Linked DNA regions of Sus scrofa: all the other regions are linked to region 3. The links are chromatin contacts, called in public HiChIP or PLAC-seq maps. All regions are on one chromosome and are shown on one strand. Each heading gives the region's core, a stretch centred on a gene start, on an enhancer-like site or on the middle of the called end of the contact. The rest is flanking DNA. Distances are from core to core; before and after follow the strand shown. Region 1 holds the start of KLF2 (Kruppel like factor 2). Region 2 has its middle 26 kb from the start of KLF2. Region 3 has its middle 41 kb from the start of AP1M1.

What was found. HiChIP or PLAC-seq counts read pairs in DNA pulled down with a chosen protein or histone mark.
Region 1: a contact with region 3 is called in an H3K27ac HiChIP or PLAC-seq map of skeletal muscle. The contact joins the promoter of KLF2 here to the enhancer-like site in region 3. A contact is called at or near these places in 1 of 5 promoter capture datasets (liver), 19 of 47 Hi-C or Micro-C datasets (alveolar macrophages, blood, fetal heart ventricle and 8 more) and 2 of 2 datasets of contacts at active chromatin or transcription factors (alveolar macrophages and skeletal muscle).
Region 2: an H3K27ac HiChIP or PLAC-seq map of skeletal muscle shows a contact between it and region 3. The contact joins two enhancer-like sites. A contact is called at or near these places in 4 of 47 Hi-C or Micro-C datasets (embryonic fibroblasts, heart right ventricle and skeletal muscle) and 2 of 2 datasets of contacts at active chromatin or transcription factors (alveolar macrophages and skeletal muscle).

The regions. Positions count from the first base shown.
Region 1 is chr2:61,271,381-61,275,778 of Sscrofa11.1, forward strand. KLF2 (Kruppel like factor 2) reads right to left here and starts at 1,657. Exons shown (of 3, transcript NM_001134351.2): 1 at 1,489-1,657; 2 at 481-1,303. The coding sequence starts at 1,563.
Region 2 is chr2:61,244,744-61,249,614 of Sscrofa11.1, forward strand. No RefSeq gene overlaps it. Among named protein-coding and RNA genes, the nearest start is that of KLF2, 26 kb to the right of the region's middle. Within about 2 kb of position 2,833, at least 7 of the 83 cell types and tissues checked have an H3K27ac peak or open chromatin away from gene starts, as enhancers often do. A contact at or near this core is called in skeletal muscle, where this site is marked.
Region 3 is chr2:61,343,356-61,347,718 of Sscrofa11.1, forward strand. No RefSeq gene overlaps it. Among named protein-coding and RNA genes, the nearest start is that of AP1M1, 41 kb to the right of the region's middle. Within about 2 kb of position 2,531, at least 16 of the 83 cell types and tissues checked have an H3K27ac peak or open chromatin away from gene starts, as enhancers often do. A contact at or near this core is called in alveolar macrophages, omental adipose tissue, retroperitoneal adipose tissue and 2 more, where this site is marked.

The DNA of each region.
Region 1 (4,398 bases), core at 407-2,906, 73 kb before region 3:
ACGGGTCTCAGTTTCCCTCTAGCCTGTGGCTTAGGCACTCACCCAGATCAGTGGCGGCGGGAGCGATCAACCTACCCCTAACCCCACGCCTCTCTGACGTGCTCCTCACCCCCCGGCTACGTGTTGAACCTCTAGAGATCCTAGGCATCTATCTACTGATCCTCAACACGGCCCGCTCGCCAGTGTTTTCAGTCACGCCTCTAGCGGGATCCAAAGCATGCACTTTCTCCTGAACAGTCTGGGACACAACATCCCCCTAGGTTTCCTAAGCTTGCATCCTTGCCCAAAGTCCTGAGTCAAGCTCCCAGGAGTGTCCTAAGCGCGCGCCCCCTCCCCAGGCTCCGGAGCCACACCCCCAGGGGGGCTTTCTAAGACTGTGCCCCCTCCCCAACCGCTGGGCAACGCCCTCTGCAGGCTTCCTTAGTGAGTCCTCCCCTCAGCGCCCCCACCCGAGATTCCCAGCCTGCGCTAGCCACCCACCTGTATGCGTGCGCAGGTGCGCCTTGAGGTGCGAGCTCTTTGTGTAGGTCTTGCCGCAGCCCGCGTAGCTGCAGGTATGCGTGGCGGTGCGCTTGCGCGGCCAGGAGCGGCGGCCGCGCTTGGGCTTGGCCTCTAGTAGCTCCAGCGGAGACGCCGGCGGCGTGAGGAGACCTCGGGAGGCGGGCGGCGCCAAGCCCAGCGCTGCTGCTGCGGCGGCAGCGGCCGGGTCGTCAAAGATACCGAAGGCGGCGGGCGCGGGCGGCGCGTAATGTATGCCCGGCCCGGGCGCGCCAAAGCCCGGGCTGCCGAAAGGCGGCGGGAAGGGCGCGCGCGGGCCGGGCGCAGGCAGGCGCGCGGGGCCGTCGGGGCTGAGCGGTGGCGTGTCGGGCGGTGGCGGGGGGCGACCCCCAGGGCCTCGCATACACGCGGCTGCTGGTCCCGGGGCGCCCTCGCGCTTGAGGCCCCGTGGCCCGCGGGCTATGCCGGGCGCGCAGCCGTAGCCGCCGCCGCCGTCTGCCTCGGGGGGCTCGGCCTTAACCAGGCGGCCCGGCGGCGCTAGCAGAAAGCGACCGTGCAGCGCGGGCCCCGGCGGCACGTCCAGCTCTGGCCGTAGCAACTCCGACACCAAGCCACCCGAGGGGGCACCGTAGGGCGGCGGTGCGCCGGGCTCCGGGTAGTAGAACGCAGGCGGCGGGGGCGGGGGCGGCGGCTCCGGGGCGGCCTCCGCGCCCAGGCCGTCCAGCCCCATGGACAGGATGAAGTCCAGCACGCTGTTGAGGTCGTCGTCGGTGCCGCCTGTCTCAGGCTCTGCGCGCGGCCAGCGCTGCGGGTGACAGGGCGATAGGGTGCAGGCGTGAGCGCGCGGTGGGGCGGGGGATCGCTGCCCGCTACTTAGGTTCTACTACCCCGAGCCCGCTGTCCCGGCCGCCTGCGTTCTACTACCCCGCAGCCCACGTTCTACTACCCTGAGCCAGCTGCCCCCGCCGTCCCAATCCCTGCCGCCCTCACCTCCTGCAGGCCGCGCTCCCGGCACGGGCTGGCGAAAGTGGAGAAGGACGGCAGGATGGGCTCGCTCAGCGCCATGGCTGGGACCCGGGGTCGACGCAAATTCGGGACACCGGTGAGTGGCTGCCCGGAGCCGGGCTGGTCGGGGCGCGGGCGGGCGGGGACGGCTCTGCGGGCCGCGGCCGGGCCCGCCCAAGCCTTATAGGAGCGGCGCGCGCGGGGGCCGGGCCTCGGCGGCGGCGGCGGAAACGCGTCCCGGATGGGGACGAGCTCCGGGCGCAGCCTAAATTTAGCCGCGGTATATAAGCCGGCGGGCGGCGGCGGCCGTGGCCACTGAGGCCGCCAGGGCCCTGCGCCGCTGGTCCGGCCCCTCGTGCGCCGCCAGGCCGCGCCCCCAGCCCAGTCCCGCCCCCGCCCGTCTCCTCGGCGACGGCGTCAACACACACTCCACAACAGCAGCGTGACGCTCAGGGATCCCCGGGGCGCCCCGTGGGCTCCCGCCTGCGCAAGGACAGGGAGGACCTGGAGCGGGGGCGGCATCCGGGACCCGGGACTTTGAGCGGAACCCAGGGGCCCGGGGCCTCGCGGGAACCCTTCTGGATGGGGAGTTGGACCCCTCAGCCACAGAAGGGCCCCCAGAATCCTAGATGGAGAGGAAGACTGAGTCCCGAGAATTCAGGGTGGGAGTCCCCGGACCCATGGTGGATGGAGACTCTGCTTCTCATTTTCTGGGGACCCACTAAGCCTGATCCACTGTTACACCCACCATTCAGTCAAAAACCTTGCATGATGACAGCAAGAAATGTTAAGTCTTTGAGACACTCTCCCTTGAGGAGGCCCTTCAGAGCGGGGAAACTGAGGCTCAGGAGGCGCTGGCAGAGGCTTGAGGTTCTGTATCTGCCATCAGGCCTGGTGCTTTATTGACTCGACTTCAAATCTCACAACACAGATCCAGCACCAGAGGGACCACAGGGAACAAGCCTCCCCTATGAGCATCTTAAACAATCCCCCCATCCCCTCCCACACACCACGAACAAACGGGGATGGGTGGGTGGGTCAGGCTGGCGGGGGTGGGGTGGGGGCTGCCTGCTAGCAAGGGACTGGCACTCCTGTTGTTCCTGTGTCCTGACCCTGTGTGGGCACTGGGAACACATTTGCCGACAGTCAGACAAATCCCCCTGCCTTGGGATTTTCACAGTTGAGGGTGGGGGGATGGCAGAGATGTAAAATACACAAGTTTATTGGGGAAAGGGGCCTTTTGGAAAAATAAAGCAGCAGAGGGAGATGGGTAATGAGGGGGAAGAGAGAATGGTGGAATTTTGAACCTCACCCAGGAGATGTGTGAGTCAAGACCTAGGGAAGAGGAGAGCCAAGTGGGTTTCAGAGGGAGAGCATCTCATGGTGTAACCTGGAACCAGCACCCAGCCTTGGTCTCTTGATTCCAGAACCTTGATTCCAGAATTCAGGCCCAGAGGGTCCATGGCCAGGTGGTGAGGGGTGCAGGCAGCTCCTGGCCTGGGGACAGCAGGGTTTTGTCCCTGACAGCAGCTGGACCCCCACAGCACAGAGCCACTGCAAGAGGTCACCTTGGCATCACACAGGCACCAAGACACCCCTTTGGGGTCCACGATCCTGGACCCTCTCAGCTGGAAGGAACCTCAGAAGTGCGCTATCTCATCGTGATTCATTAGATTGTGAATTTAGCAAACACTTGTTGATAAGCCCTATTTGCCAGGTGTGGGGCATCCAGAGGTGCTGCATTCAGTCCCAGGAACAGTTGTGTGTCAGAGGGTGATGGTGCAGGGATCCCCTCTGCAGCTTTCCCAGGCTGCTGGAGACTTCAGGTTGAGCTCCACCATGCCTCCAACCATCACAGTAGGGTGATGGTTGAGTCAGCCTCAGCTCCTGACCCCTCGCTGTGTGACCTTGAGCAAGTGGCTTTGCCTCTCTGGACTCGCTTCCTCATCTGAGAAATGCAGATTACAAAAATACCTTACCCCCAAAGGGATATTGTGAGGGTCATGCGGGCTCTTTCTCTTTTGTGGAAGTGTTGATGACACCCTGAGAGCTGCTTAGATGAGCCCCCTGTGTGCTTTGTTCTCTGCTGTTGTCTGGGCCTCAGTTTAAGGAAATTGAATTTGCTTCCTTGATGTGTGATTCTTAGGCAATTGCAGACCTCTGCTCAAATGGCACCTGGGTCCTCCCCTCAGCCTTGCATCCCCCCATCCCTTCCTACTCTGTTTCCTTGAAGGTTCTGGAACACATCAAGCACATTCCCCCCTCCAAGCTTTTGTGCTGCTGTGCCCTCCACCCAGCATTCAGTCCTCTCACTTTCCACTTGCTCTGCTCTGGCTCATCTCCCACCCCCTCCCCCCTTAACTAATGCACTTTTTTTTTTTTTTAAATCAGTGTTAGGTTTACATAAAAAATGAGCAGCAAGCACAAAGAGTTCTCATATATCCTCCAACACAGTTTCCCCTTTTATTAACATCTTGCATTTGTGTGATATATTTGTTACATATTCATACATTATTATTGAGCAAATACTGATACCATACAGTATTAACTCAAGTTCACAGTTTGCTTTAGGGTCCACTCTTTTTTGGGGTCTTTTTTAGGGATGCACTGGCAGCATATGGAGGTTCCCAGGCTAGGAGTCAAATTGGAATCATAGCTGTAGCTGCCAGCCTATGCCACAGCCACAGCAATGTCAAACCGAGCCATATCTGTGAGCTATGCTGCAGCTGTGGCAACACCAGATCCTTAACCCACTGAGAGAGGCCAGGGTTTGAACCCTCATCTTCATGGATACTAGTTGGGTTCTTAACCTGCTGAGCCACAATGGGAACTCCCTTTTATTTTTTTTAATTTGTTTTTTGGTATGTAGACTTTTCAGACTGGCTTCTATTGCTT
Region 2 (4,871 bases), core at 1,583-4,082, 98 kb before region 3:
AGAGTATTCCATGTGATTTCCTCTGCTTTTAACGTCTTACCTCAGGCTGGTACATTCATTATAATGAAGGAACCCAATATCGAGACCTTATTAACTAAAGTCCACCTTTATCCACATCTCCTCAGTTTTTTCCTTCTTGCCTTTTTCCTGTCCCAGGGTACCATTTGACATTTGGTTGTCATGTCTCCTTAGGTGCCTCTGGACTGAGACAGTTTCTCAGGATTTCCTTGCTTTTGATAGTTTTGAGGAAAAGTGGTCAACTTGTCTGTTGCCGCCAGTTGGGATCGGCCCATGTTTTTCTCATGGTTTAGTCTAGGGGAGGGGTTTAGGGAGGACCTCAGAGGCGAAACATCCTTCACGTTGTATCAAGAGTCTATGTCATCAATAGGATTCATCACCCCTGATGTTGACCTTCATCGCCTGGGGAGAGATTAATGTTTGACAGCTTTTCAGACCCAGGTACTGGGTCTACACAGTCTTGCCCCAGGGCGATACTCCGTGAGATTAAAAGTAAACTGTAGGAGTTCCCATTTTGGCTCAGCAGGTTAAGAACCCAACATGGTGTCCATGATGATGCAGGTTCCATCCCTGGTCTCACTCAGTGGGTTAAGGATCCCGTGTCGCTGAAAAACGTGGTGTGGGTCACAGGTGTGGCTCGGATCTGTGGTGTAGGCCAGCAGCTGCAGCTTTGATTCGGGACTCCTAGCCTGGGAACTTCCATATGCGGCGGGTGTGGCCTTGAAAAGAAAAGAAAAAAGAGGCGTTTCCGTCGTGGCTCAGTGGTTAACGAACCCAACTAACATCCACGAGGACGAGGGTTCCATCCCTGGACTCATTCAGTGGGTTAAGGATCTGGCGTTGCCATAAACTGTGGTGTAGGTCACAGGTGCACTTGTGACATATGACGGGGGCTACAACTCCTAGCCTGGGAACCTCCATATGCCAAGGGTGTGGCCCTGAAAAGACAAAAAGACTAAAAAAAAAAAAGAAAGAAAGTAAACTGTAAATTGGGGTTTTACGACAGATTTAGGGGGATATAGAGATCAACCAGGACAGTCCGAGCCCTTGGTCATGCCCCTGTGGTCCTGGAGGGGATGGGATTCCTTGGTGCCTATAGAGAGGCCTTGCCTCTGTCAGCAGCAGTGACCTGGGTCTGGGACCCAGGGCCTCATGCAAGGCTTGTGGGCTTCCAAACCTCTGAGGTGCCCCAATCCTCTCTGGAAGAGCAAGCAACTTCCAGAATGGGGCCTGAGGTGACCCCTAAGCTTTCCTCTTCCTGCAGTGGAGCCATCAGAATAAATCTGAAAGTCCCATGCCTCGAGCCCCAACCATCGTATCCCTTTGGGGAAGGGTCGCCTCTCTTTGAGATGGTCGCAGGCCCCCATTTGAACATGAGATCCACACTCTGCACTTGGTGAAAAACACCTGGTTTTCAGAGCATTCGACATCGGGCATTTTTTTCTAACCTCCAAGAAACCTTGTATGTGAGGAGGGTGGGATGCTAGCCCATTCTCCTGATGGGAAAACAGACTCAATGTTTGCAGTCATTTATTTGCCCCCAGCCCCAAAGCCAGCCAGTGGCGGTGGCTCAGTGTTTTGCTGATCTTAAAAAAGATATATTTCTTGGAGTTACTCTGTGGCTCAGTGGATTAAAGGCCTAGCATCGTCACTGCTCTGGCTCAAGTCACTGCTCTGGTAAAGGTTTGATCCCTGGCCTGGGAACTTCCACATGCCATGGGAGCAGCCAAAAAGAAAAAAAAAAAAGATGTGTTCCTTTCTCCTCACCCTTTTTTTCTTTTCTTTTTCTTTTTTGGCTGCCCCTTGCCATATGGATTTCCTGAGCCAGGGATCAGATCTGAGCCACAATTTCGACCAATGTCAGACCCTTTAACCCACTGTGCCCCCCTTGTGCCACAGGAGGACCTCCAAGATGTGTTTCTTGTTGCCTGCTGCTTCATTATATATCCATTGTACCTAGAAGAGGTACAGAAATTGTCTCTTTACACCTTAGAAATTGATGGCCATGCTTTGAATTCGGAGTTCTCACCCAGAGGGATGAAATGGCCTTTGGGGAACCTGTGAGCCCCCAGAATGCACATTTGTGTATCTTTTGTTTTGGGGGAGGATGTCCATGACCTTTTAATCTAATCCTTAGAGGTTCGCAGACACCACACCCCAAAGCTTATGAGCTAGTTTTTGTTCATTTGTTTGTTTTGTGTTTTGGGGGGCTGCACCTGTGGCAATGGAAGTTCCCGGGCTAGGGGTCTAATCAGAGCTGCCACACCACAGCCACAGCAATAGCAATGCCAGACCTGAGCCGTGTCTGGGACCTACACAGCAGCTTACAGCAATACTGTTTCCTTAACCCACTGAGCGAGGCCGGGGATCAAACCTGCATCCTCATGGATGTTAGGTTCTTAGCCTGCTGAGCCATAATAGGAATTCCATGAAGCAGTTTTAAATCCTGTTTCCTTCTTCCCCAGCCTCAAACAAACACACACACACACACACACACACACACACACACACACACACTCACACACACGGATTCTCCTGCCTCTTCCTTGGCAGGGAACACTCACACCCTTTCCTGAAAAACAGAGTATCCAAAAAAATGCATTGCAAAAATCTGCAAATGTAATAGCAGCAAGCAGAGGACACTAAACCCCCACACTCCCATCACCCAGTATCACTCTCCTCCAGATTTTGCCACCCTTGCTTTACCCATCCCTTTCTTCCTCTCCTTCTCTTTGCGGAGGTGCTTTAAAGCAATTCAGTGATGATGTCACTTCACCCTTCCACAGTCAAGTGCATTCAGCTAAGACATGTGGGACCTTCTCATATAACCACCAGGCCATGGTCACACCTAACAAAATTGAGTCACACCCTCCCAGCATCAGTCACATCTTTCCCATGAGAAGCAACTTGTGATTTTGCAACCTCATCAACTTACTGCTCTGGTGCTTGGAAGTCTATGTCCCCTTAAGGTGAAGCCCCCTGGCTCCACAAGTGGCAGCTGTTTCCCAACCCCCTCATGGTCCAATGACCCAGATCCAGCTGCAGTTGGACCAGAACCCAAGGGTCTGGGATACCTGATCTGAGCGGCATTATGCAAAAGAATGATTGATAATCTGAGACTGGCTCCAACTAAATGAAATCATGTCTTCAAAGCCACTTTTATTTAAAAGGACATTCTAGTTCTGAAACAGTGGTGGCAAGCTATTTTTAAAACAGGAAGCATCTGAGAAACAAAGAACCTGCCTCTTGGAATAATGGAGTAAATATTTCTGCCCCCTTATCAGATCTGGTGTCTTTGAAACATCTTTTTTTTTTTTTTTTTCCAAAAATTTTCCCCAGTAAAAGTGACCAGGAGCTGTACAAATTGTATCATGAGCTGTTGTTGGAAAAACATAAAGGGAAATGGAAATGTGATCCTTATCTTGAATCTATTCCAAAGAAATTACGTGATGTGGGCTTGCGTGGTTGGACTTGTGTTTATGTTTTGTGGGTCTTTAAATATCGTGCTTTGATTTACTTTCTGGTGGCCATGCTGTGTGTGCTCTGTTGGGTGACCTTGGGCCTTCTACCTAAACGCTCTGGGTCTCAGTTTCCTCATTTGGCTGAGGAGGTTGGAATGTTCCAATGAAGACATTTCCAGCTTGAAAGTGCTTAAGATTCATGTTCAAATCTCTAGAAAAGCACTTGTTTTAGGCTTTTAGGTGACATAAAAGAAGAAAATGGAATACATGGCATCCTGCTGTCCTCATTTTTACTGAAAATATTTTGTCCATATGTAGACAACAATATTGTATTGTAATCATCAAACTTGCCAAGAGACTGGAACTTAATTATTCCCACCACTAAAAAGACATGCTAGGAGTTCTCTTGTGGTGCATCAGGTTAAGGATCTGGGATTGTCACTGCTGTGGTGTGGGTTCCATCCCTGGCCCAGGCCCCCTCCCACAAAAAAAGAAATGTGAGTGATGGAAGTGCCGATTGCTACTATGGCAATCATATCAGAAATGTATCAAATTAACCTGTTACACAACTTACATTTACCCAATGTTAAGTGTCAAATGTATTTCAAAAAATTTTTAAATATTTTCTATGCACAAAAAATTTTGTAATATACCATCAAAGATGTCATTCAAAACAGAAAGGGTAAGCAACTGACTGAAATAAAGCATTTGCAATGCCTATATCTGACAAAGGATTTGTAGTCAGACTATATAAACCACTCCTACAAACAACTGCATATAAAAAAGGGGCAAAGGGAGTTCCCGTTGTGGCTCAGCAGTAATGAACTCGACTAGCATCCAATGAGGACGCAGGTTCCAGCCCTGGCCTCGCTCAGTGGGTTAAAGATTCTGCATTGCTGTGAGCTGTGGTGTAGATCACAGACAAAGCTTGGATCTGGTGTTGCTATGGCTGTGGTATAGGCTGGCAGCTGCGGTTTCGATTCGACCCCTAGCCTGTGAACTTCTATATGCCATAGGTGTGGCCCTAAAAAAAGAGAGGGGGCAAAGATTTAAAAAGACATTTCACAAAGGAAGACGTCCATAGGGCAAATAAACTTAACTGCTCACCAGTAATAGTGATTTAGGAAATGCAAACTAAAGCCACATGAAATATTATGTAGGTGATTTCAATTTAAAAGATTGACAACTTTAAATATTGATGAGAATGTAAAACAACCAGGAATTTCATACACTGCTGGTGGGAGTAGAGGAAAAAGATATTTTTCAATATTTTCCCAATCCTGATAACCATTTGATAGCTAAGGAAGAAATATTAATTTAAATAACACTAGTTTAATATGATATAATATAGTAGAGTATAATATAATATCATGTAATATAATATATAAACAA
Region 3 (4,363 bases), core at 1,281-3,780:
CTCAGTTGGGACCCTGGGACTTGGTTTTTTTTTTTTTTTAAATTCCAAAATGGATTTTATTGGAGTTCCCATTGTGACTCAGCAGGTTAAGAACCCAACTAGTATCCACGAGGATGTGGGTTTGATCCCTGGCCTCGCTCAGTTGGTTAAGGATCTGGCATTGCCATAAGCTGTGGTATATGTTGCAGATGCAGCTTGGATCCCAAGGTGTTGTGGCCATGGCTTGGCCAGCAGCTGTGGCTCCGATTTGACCCCTAGCCTGGGAACTTCCATAGGCTGCAGGTGGAAATAAATTAATTAATTAAAATAAAAAACAAAACAAAGTAAAATGGATTTTATTACAGCTCAAATGGTGGAATTAACTACACATCATAAACTATATATGTGTTTATCTATGCGTATGTATGCATGTATAGCACACATATTTTAAGTTACAGGAAATAACTAAAGAGAATAAAATTTTCTAGGAAATAAAGTTTATTTTGGCAGATGGTATTAAAGTTGTCTACCGTCGTAACTCAACATCCTTAATTTGGTATAAATGTGATACATTTTCTTGTCTTCCTGGGTCCTTGTTAGGTCAACATACCTACTGCTTTATCAAACTGATATGCTAAAATTAAACATTACTCACTTTACGTACATGCTGATTCTATTCTTTTTTAATTTTATTTTTTTTAGTTTTGTCTTTTCTAGGGCCGCACCCACGGCATTAGGACGTTCCCAGGCTAGCGGTCTAATTTGAGCTGTAGCTGCTGACCTACGCCAGAGCCACAGCAATGCAGGATCTGAGCTGCATCTTCGACCTATACCACAGCTCATGACAATGCAGGATCCTTAACCCACTGAGCAAGGCCAGGGATTGAACCCGCAACCTCACTTACATGCTGACTCTAAAAGGGGGTTCTCACTGACTCTTTCCAGCTCCATCGTGGAAAGAGTCAGGCTCTGGTGGCTGAGACTCGATGGCAGAGGGTCTGATGGGAGCTGCAGGGGAAGGACTGGGGTCAAAGATGAGTCTCAAGATTCCAGCTAGGTCTCGGGGTGGCTGGACTTGCCTCTGTTTGCCCTCTGGCTTCAGGGTGGTTGTCCACACCCTCCCTGGCCTGAGAGAGGCCAAGATGCCTGAGGACACCAGTATCTCAAGACTGTTCACCTGGAGGGACCCAGCCCCTGCCTCACTGGCTTAGGTTTTGGGCTTTGGTACACAACACAGGAAGGACCAGTGGGGCGATAGATCAGGAAACTGTTGGTTTAGATCTCCTCTTTCATGTTTTTTCAATAAATGTGAGCCAAATATGGAACTCTGCTTAATAAATCAGTGCTGCCTCTGTGGGGCCTGAGCCACTTCGGTCTCCTGGTTGGAGGATTCAAAAATGTGTGGCCAAGGGACTCAAACAAATACATGCACATGAATATTCACAACTGCATTTTCACAGTAGCCAGAGAGTGGAAACAAACCAAATGCCCATTGATGGGTGAAAAATAAACAAAATGTGGTCCGTTGGGTTCAAGGAAATATTACTCAGCCATAAAAAGGAATGAAGCCTGACACACGCTACAATGTGGATGAACCTCAAATCTGTCACACTGAGTGAAAGCAGCCAGACACCAAAGGCCACATAGTGCACGATCCCATTTACATGAAATGTTCAGAACAGACAAATCTATTGAGACGAAAGCTGACTGGGGGTTGCAGGAGCTGGGGAGGGGGAGGGGGATGGGGGATGGGAAGGGACTACTTGTGGGAGCAGTTTCCTTTTGAGGTGATGAAAATGATCTACAATTAGATGCTGCTGCTGGTGGCACAACTTTGTAAAAGCCCCAAATACTCCTGAATTGTTCACTTTAAAATTGTTCATTTTATGTCTTGTGCATTTCACTTCCATTAGAAAAAAAAGATTTTTAAACTGCCTGGCAGTGTCCTGGGGCTGGTTTCTGGGTGGTTTTAAATTTTTAAATGGTGACCCTTGGGCTATCTGTCTTCTGATTTTCTTGGCTGAGGGTGGAACTGACTCCCCTGTTACGCAGTCAGTGCCCTCAGTAGAAAAACCTGCTGCTGGAGCCAGGGTGGCAGTGGTCCTGCCCCTGCTGTACTGATGTCCGTGCCTTCACTGATGCCTGAGTGATTTCACTCTGCCAGCCTGCTGGACCCATGCTCCCCAGCCCCGAGTCCCCTCACAGAATCCTCCCTGAGAGGCAAAGGCCATTGCAAGCCCATTTCCCAGATGATAGATTAAGGCTCAGAGGCGCTTGGTCACCCAGCCGGCAAGCAGCCAAGCTCTTGTCGCACTCAGGTCCGGCTGGCTCCAGCACTGTGCGCTCAGTGCCTCCCAGGTCCTCTCTGTTGGGTCTAGGATCCTCCCTCCCCTAGCAATTGTCTGATGGGGGGCTGCCATGTGACCACACGCCTCCACACACACCCACTCACGTGGCTGGGCCTCTGCCTCCCTCCCCCGGGGCCTTCTGGGAAGCCGTGCCAGGTGCAACCTGTTTCTCTTGGAAGGGAGCAGAGCCAGGAGTGGGATGGGAAATGCTCTCAGCATCCGAGAGCAGGCAGGGTGGGGGACGGGTTGTTCAGGAACTGCTGAGGGGCTAGGAACATTCTGGGCTTCGCAGGGAGGGGAACAGCCCGTGGTTTGGGAGCTGGGACCAGCCAGCCCCTGCTGGGTGACACCAAGCACATCACTCCTGCTCTCCAACCTCAGTTTTCTTGTATAAAATGGGTTTTATAACAGTCACTGCCTCTCAGGGCAGATCTGAGAGATGGACAAGACAGTAAAGGGGTTCAGCTGAGGAGGGAACCCTGCTTGGCAGGCAGAAGTTGGGAGAGGATGGGCTATTTGGGTCCTGGATGGGATGACTGAGAAACACTCTGTGTTTAAAAACAAACAGCCAAGAGGACGGCAGTTCCGCAAAAAATTGAAAATAGAATTGCGACAGATGAATGGAGAAAAAATGTGGTACATATGTACGATGGAATATTATCGAGCCTTTAAAAGGAAAGGAATTCTGACACCTGCCACGGCAGGGATAAACCTGGAGGACGTTACGCTGAGTGAAAGAAGTTGGTCACAAAAGGACATTAGACTGTATGATCCTATTTATGTGACGTCCTTAGGTCAAATTCATAGAGACGGGAAGTAGAATGGGGGTGGCTGGGGAAGGAGGGAAATGGGGAGTTAGTGTTCAATGGGGACAGAGTTTCAATTTTGCAAGATGAAAAAGTCCTGAGTATGGATGGTAGTGATGGTTGCACAACAGTGTGAAAATGCACTTAAGGCCACTGAGCTATATATATATATATGTATGTATATATATATGTGTGTGTGTGTATATATATATGTATATATGTGTGTATATATATGTATATACGTGTGTGTGTGTGTATATATATATATATATATATATATATATATATATATATATTTTAAAACTTTATGACCACACCCACAGCAAGTTCCCAGGCCAGGGATTGAATCTGAGCCACAGTCTTGACCTACAATGCTGCTGTGGCAATACTGGCTCCTTTAACCCACTGCACCAGGCTGGGGATTGAACCAGCACCGCCACAGAGACAAACCAGATTATTAACCCACTGTGCCACAGTGGGAACCCCTGAACTATATTCTTTATAATGGCTAAGATGGTGAATTTTAAGTTATGCGTATTTTGCCACAATTAAAAAAAAAAACAAACACCAAGAGGCCAACAGCCCAGTGAGCTCTCCTGTTGGAGCTGCTCTGGGCTCAGATTGTACTACGGGAATTTAGAAAGTCTGTCCCTCTGACTAGAGGAACCCCCACTTGTCTGCCTGCCAAGCTCCAGTTCATTCTACAAAACCCAGGTCTAATGTCCCCTCCTCCAAGCAGCCCTCCCAGATTTCCCAGGTAGATCCTAGCTCTGCCATTAGGTCCCCCAGCCTTTCCCTGGCTCATTCCTGATCCATCTGAGATGAGGTATCTGTGTCCGGCTCAGTCAAGGGGTGAGGCTGAGCAGAGAATTTGAGGAATGGGGAGCCCGGCTCTGACGGTGGGAGAGTGTGGGGGCAGCAGCTTAGGGGACCAACACCGGGGGACCAACACCGGTTGCTCAGTAGGCATTGTTGACTGCTCCTCCCACGCTTGCTGTGTGCCCGGAGGATCTCCTCAGTGTGGACACACAGTATGTGGTTGGGACTAGACAGGGCTGAGAGGCAGAGAGGGACTTTTGACTCTGGTTTAGCGACACCGGAGCTTGACCTGGCCCTGTGCGGCAGGGGTAGGGGGGTCCCTGGGGCAGAGGGAAGGGCAGAAAGGATTGTCCCTCAAGGCTGGGCGGCAGAGGGTGCCAGTGTGTCTGTGCACTGCAGGCGTGAGTTGTA